2 separate regions of the Muntiacus reevesi genome follow, and region 2 is linked to region 1. The links are chromatin contacts, called in public Hi-C maps. All regions are on one chromosome and are shown on one strand. The core of a region is the stretch at or near the end of the contact, and the rest is flanking DNA. Distances in the headings are between cores, read along the strand shown. Region 1 holds the start of GEMIN2 (gem nuclear organelle associated protein 2). Region 2 holds the start of FBXO33 (F-box protein 33).

Region 1 (2,700 bases), core at 133-2,632:
ATTTCGAATTTATTCTTGATCATCACCAAAATGTTTGGTGACAGGAGTGTTTCTCCACATCTCTTGTAAGTTTGTTTCTTCTAAAATCAGTAAGATTTTTTAGCCAAATAACTTTTTAGTTTGCAGCCAGGCAATTTCTTTCCATGTCTCCCAATTATTTAGTTAGTATTTATAAGCACCAATTCTTAAGCGCTTAACCTAAGATTGTCCTTACTTTACTCTAGTTTAGAAAGTTACATTCTGGTTTTAAAACAAATTGCTTGCAATCTAAAGACTGATTTAAGAACAAACAAAAAAGCCTTAAATTAAATAGACCTTAGAAAACAATTGTATTCACTCAGAGCTTGTTTAGAAAAGACAGTACTTTGTTTAGAAGAGACTTAGTACTTTCATTATTTCTTGCAATTTGTGACCTAGCATAAGTTAACTTATTACATTTCTGCCTTGTTCACTCACTAGTAAAGAAGAAATAATAGTACCCCCTCACAAGATTGCCCCAAGATTAATAATGATAACTTCTGGGTGTTGGCATTAACTTTGTTCGTTGCACTATTTAAGAAATGTTTCTTAAAAAAGAAAAAGGGATGGCTACTCTAGTAATAAGATTCATTTTGGATAAATATAAACTGATCTGCGGCACAGCCAAGTACAAGAAATTCCTCTGGGAAACTAGTTTTACATTCATTTGGCATCAGATAAATCTGGGTTGGAATTGGCTCTTCTCTTCCGTTGTTCTTGCTCATTGGTGTCTGACTCTGCGATCCCATAGACTGCAGCACGCCAGGCTTCCCTATTCACCATCTCCCAGAGTTTGCTCAAACTCAAGTCCGTGGAGTTGGTGATGCCGTCCAACCATCTCATCATCTGTCACTCCCGTCTCCTCCTGCTATCAATCTTTCCCAGCGTCAGGGGCTTTTCCAATGGGTCTTCTTTAGAAGAAAGTTACAATTGTCCTTCACCCCTCTTTCAGTCGATTTCCTCCCCCACAAACCTTGCATAATACCACTTACTTTAAAAGACAGTAAAAATTAAATGAGGAAATGCAGGTGATGTGAATTTAAAGCTCAATAAATGATCGTTACAGTAACTGCTCATTAACTTAAAAAGTACTTAAAGTTCCTCAATACTAATGATGCATAAAAGTTAATAACCCTCGGTCTTAGAAAGGTATAAGAATAAAACCCAGAAAAAACTTCAGAACCACTTCTACAAGGAACTAAGTTCGCAGTCTTCACTACAGCACCGGACCCTTAAACTCTGGGACAAGGTTCAGGTTTGCTCATGCGCAGTTACGCCCCCTAAGGCCGGCCTCTTGCTCAACTCCGCGCCTAACGCGCCTCCATGTGCGCCTGCGCTGTGACCCCAGCGCTGGCGCATGCGCTGGGTGGGACGCTCTTCATTGAAAACTATGGCGTGGGTACCTGCGGAGTCTGCGGTGGAGGAATTGATGCCACGGCTTTTGCCGGTGGAGCCCTGCGACTTGACGGAAAGTTTCGATCCCAGCGTACCTCCGAGCACTCCCCAGGAATACCTGAGGCGGGTCCAGTGAGTGTTGGACCCTGTGCGGGTGGGCCGGTTGTCCTTACGCCCTTGGGGACCGCACTCGTACCCCGCTCCACCCCAAAGTGCGATAAAGCCCCACTTCTGTTCCCTTCCCATACTCGGTCAGAACAAAATCCCTTGATTACATCTTTGTGTGAGGGAGTTTCTGTGAACTTCATTTTATTAAACCTGATTACTCGTGACAAGATACATGCTCTTAGATTGCTTTCAGTCCAGATAATTTCAGAAATTTATTGTTTAGAGCTTCAGTTGCAATTCTGAACTTTGTAATTTTATATTGAACTGTAGAAGTTGGATCGCTTGTTATACTACACGTGAACAATAGTAATCACGTTTTTTGCATTTATTACTTGTTTGTAGGATCGAAGCAGCTCAATGTCCAGATGTTGTGGTAGCTCAAATTGACCCAAAGAAGTTGAAAAGGAAGCAAAGTGTGAATGTTTCTGTGAGTGTCATTACGCGTCAGGGGATTTTTTTTTTTTTTTTTTCCTCCCCGCAAATTAAAAGACGGAGGCTCACCCCATAGTGTCAGAACGTATCAGACAGGATCAGTTACAGTGTAAGATTTGACTGCTGTATGCTCAGTTAGACAATTGCTTGTACTTTTCCCCCAAAAGGACAGCAGGCGTTTACTGCCTCTAAAGAGGCTTTCAGTAACCCTGACATTCGTGGAGTTCTGCTCATAACAGTTTAGGAGCATGATCCGATCTTCATGGAGTCTTTAAATAGGTTGTTTATGCTAGCCTTTATTTTTAAGGTACCTTTTACCAGTTCATAATTATTATTGGGCTAGCGTTTAATCTTACTTAGAGTAGTTTGTATGTTTTGAATTTGACTAGGTTTTGTTTTTTAAAAACAGAAACCCAAGTGTCACACGTTTCTACCTACTTGCCCACTATGAACCTTTTCATTCATTTATTTATCCAGCACATTTTTTTAACTAAGCAGCTGAATGCTCCAGGCACTGGGAATACAACAGAGGATGAGACAGAAAAAGTCCCTACCCTTGTAGAATTTGCTTCTCCTGAGGAAGACATTTAAAAAGCAAACAATTATATATTGTGTCTGTTACTCTGAAGAAAGTTAACATATAATGACCAGTAAGTAACAGGGAGAACTAGTCTGGATGGAGTAGCC
Region 2 (2,700 bases), core at 5-2,504, 180 kb after region 1:
AAGGTTCAGAATAAAACAACAACAACAACAAAAAAAAAACAGATTAGTTTAGTTTCTCCCAAGACTCATTCACAGGCCTCACCCTCCAAGCTTCAGCTCTCTCATCTGTAAAATGAAGAATGACCGCGCCTGTCAACTCCATCCCACTGCTGCCGAAAGGATGAATGAGACAGTGCCTGAAGGCGCCAGGAGGGCTGTCTGATAAACACCAAGTCCATCACTGTTTATAAAGTATTAGGATGAGTCCTGTTATGCCCTCCCGCCTCAAGGAAATCGCCGGATTAGAACTGACACCCCCAGTCACTGAAAAAAGCAACGCTGAAGCGGGCGGGGCGTTTCCACACTAAATCTATTTCGAGGTGAGAGGAAGGAGGCGACCCTGCGCCCCGAGAAGTGGAGGCGGGGCGGGGGGGGGGGGGGAGGATGAATGGAGGGGCTGCCAAGTGCCTACCTGTTGTTCCGGATGCTGACTAGCACGCACAGGACCAGCTCTAAGTAGGTGCGCAGCACTTCCAGCCAACGGGTTGAGAGCTGCAGGGCTTCGACTTCTTCCCCGCCAGTCCCGGCGTCGGCGCTGCCTCCATCGCCCGGGCCGCCGCCGCCGCTCAGGTAGTTCTCCGCGGCGAATTCAACACGCAGCTCTCGCACGAACCAGCCGCACTTGCGCATGAGGAATTCGAGCCGTGGCTGCTCCGCGGGCGAGACGCGGAGGCAGATGCGGAGCTGGGGCCAGAGAGCCGGATAGAAGAGGCACTCGCGCCAGTGCGAGCAGGAGGCCGAGGCCCGGAGCCGGTCGGACGCGGACAGGAAGGAGAAGATGTGCACGATCAGCTCGCTGGGCAGCGACGCGGCGCCTGCCGCCTGCCCGCACAGAGCCATCCGGCCCCGCCGCCGGCTGCCGATCCCCGGTCGCCCCCGCAGTCCCCGGAGCAGCCCCCGCAGCCGTCGCAGCTGCTGCAGCCGCAGCCGCCGCCACCGCGCCACCCGGGCGGCCCCGGCTCGGGTTCGGGCTCCCGGTGGTCGGGGCTGCGGCACTGACAAGAACAACAACATCAATGACAAGGAAGAAGGGGGCGGAACCGTCGTGGGTCTCGGCGGAACCAAGTGCGGCACCAGTTGCGGAGAGGGGGAAAGGCCTCTGCGGGGGTGGCCTCCAGATAGCCAGCCTCTGGCCTCTCAAACTTTACTCACGCGCGTCCGAGGCCTGCGCTCTCCGCAACTTCAAAACCCTCGCTTGTACTGGTTAGGAGCCCGGAAGCGGCAGGATTTATTTTAAGGAACCGGGAGCCCTCCCCGCGCCTGGAGGCGGAGGCAGACCAGTGGTAGGAGCTGAGTTTGACGTCACCGGTGGTGGGAGGAGCCTGGGCGTGACTGGGCGCGACTTCCGGAAGAAGGGAGCGCCCGCTTGCCGGTAGGGAAGAGAGACGAGGCACGTGATTCCTGACGCACTTAGGCCGATGGGGCGGGGCGGGAAGCGCTGGTGGTGCCGGCAAATGGGCGCCCTCTCCCGTCCCTCAGAGACCACTCAGTTCAGTCAAGTCTGTACGTCGGTTAACTTGGACGCTCAGGAGGTCGAAGTAGCGTTAACTCGCGTTGGTGCGAGAGGTCCTGACGCTTTTCGTTACACGCTTCTCTGTTTCTGGGCTGAGGGCTCAGAGCCAGAGTGCTGGCTTGTGTCTTTCCTAGCCGTCCCGCCTGCCCCGAGTGTTGTGGAGAGTTTCTGAGAGAGAGCCCCTGAGAAGGGGAGCGGGCGCTTTCGCGGGCTCACTCGGAGGGGCTGGGTTAGGGAGAGGAGCCGCGCGGGCCGGGGCGGCGGAGAGGCCGGACCGAGGTGGTCAGTGGACGGCGCCACCCCTCGGTCGGACCTCGAAGTGGACCTGCGCGCACACCTGGTGTGTGGGGAAGGAATGAGGACAGCGCCACCCTTCGGATTTAGAGGGAGAGGAGAAAACAAGGCAAATGAGTTAGATCTGCGGGTTGATAATCGGCGTCTTCCCTGGCGTTCCCTGTTTTGAGGCCCTAGAAGTAAAGAAGCTGGTGGTTACGGTAAAGGTTTTCTTTAGCTTGTCTCCCCTCGCTTTGAGAGAGGGATTTTCGAAAGAGTTTCCGTTAACTTCACCACATCTTGGAAAGTAGTAAACTGGTTGTACCGGGCAGTGAAGTCAGAAGGGAATAGTTAATTTTATGTAACAATTGAGGATTGCATTAGTGAGGCTGCCGCTTCAGAGCCTTAGCTGTGATCTCGAAACAGCGTGGTTTTCTTGTAATTAACTTCACGAAACTGTTCTACAGGATATTTTTAGCTCTTTGAGGGCAAAATTCCCCATTCGTGATGCTTTGATGCCTTTTGGTGTCTTGTCTGTGATACTGAGTTGTTACCTCTGAGTTATCTGTCTTCCTTTCCGTCGCTGTAAAAACAACGACAAAACAACAACAACAAAAAATGCTTTCCTTCGTGGTAGATCACATCTCTGAACCTCTTGTCTGCAAGAGATTTTTCTATGTAATTCTTCTTATAATAATTTTATGAATGAATTAATGGGCAGTAATGGAAACAGCAATGAATTAGGAAGTTGAGACTTGGATTTAAATTTTTTATTTTTTAAATTCATTGAAATATTTTGAAGTGGACCATGGGTATATGAATCTTCCACTTGTAAGTAGTACAATATGTGTTTCTGAAAACATAATCGTATATAA

What was found. Hi-C and Micro-C count contacts between places; a contact is called where the count stands out from the background.
Region 2: a Hi-C map of blood shows a contact between it and region 1, with 4 times the contacts expected there. The contact joins the promoter of FBXO33 here to the promoter of GEMIN2 in region 1. A contact is called at or near these places in 2 of 3 Hi-C or Micro-C datasets (blood and muscle).

Annotation. Positions count from the first base shown.
Region 1 is chr15:46,310,423-46,313,122 of mMunRee1.1, forward strand. GEMIN2 (gem nuclear organelle associated protein 2) reads left to right here and starts at 1,383. Exons shown (of 10, transcript XM_065906547.1): 1 at 1,383-1,545; 2 at 1,924-2,008. The coding sequence starts at 1,409.
Region 2 is chr15:46,490,089-46,492,788 of mMunRee1.1, forward strand. FBXO33 (F-box protein 33) reads right to left here and starts at 1,255. Exons shown (of 4, transcript XM_065906548.1): 1 at 452-1,255. The coding sequence starts at 1,053. It overlaps LOC136146974, which reads left to right and starts at 1,056. Exons shown (of 6, transcript XM_065906067.1): 1 at 1,056-1,242; 2 at 1,454-1,542. The coding sequence starts at 1,056.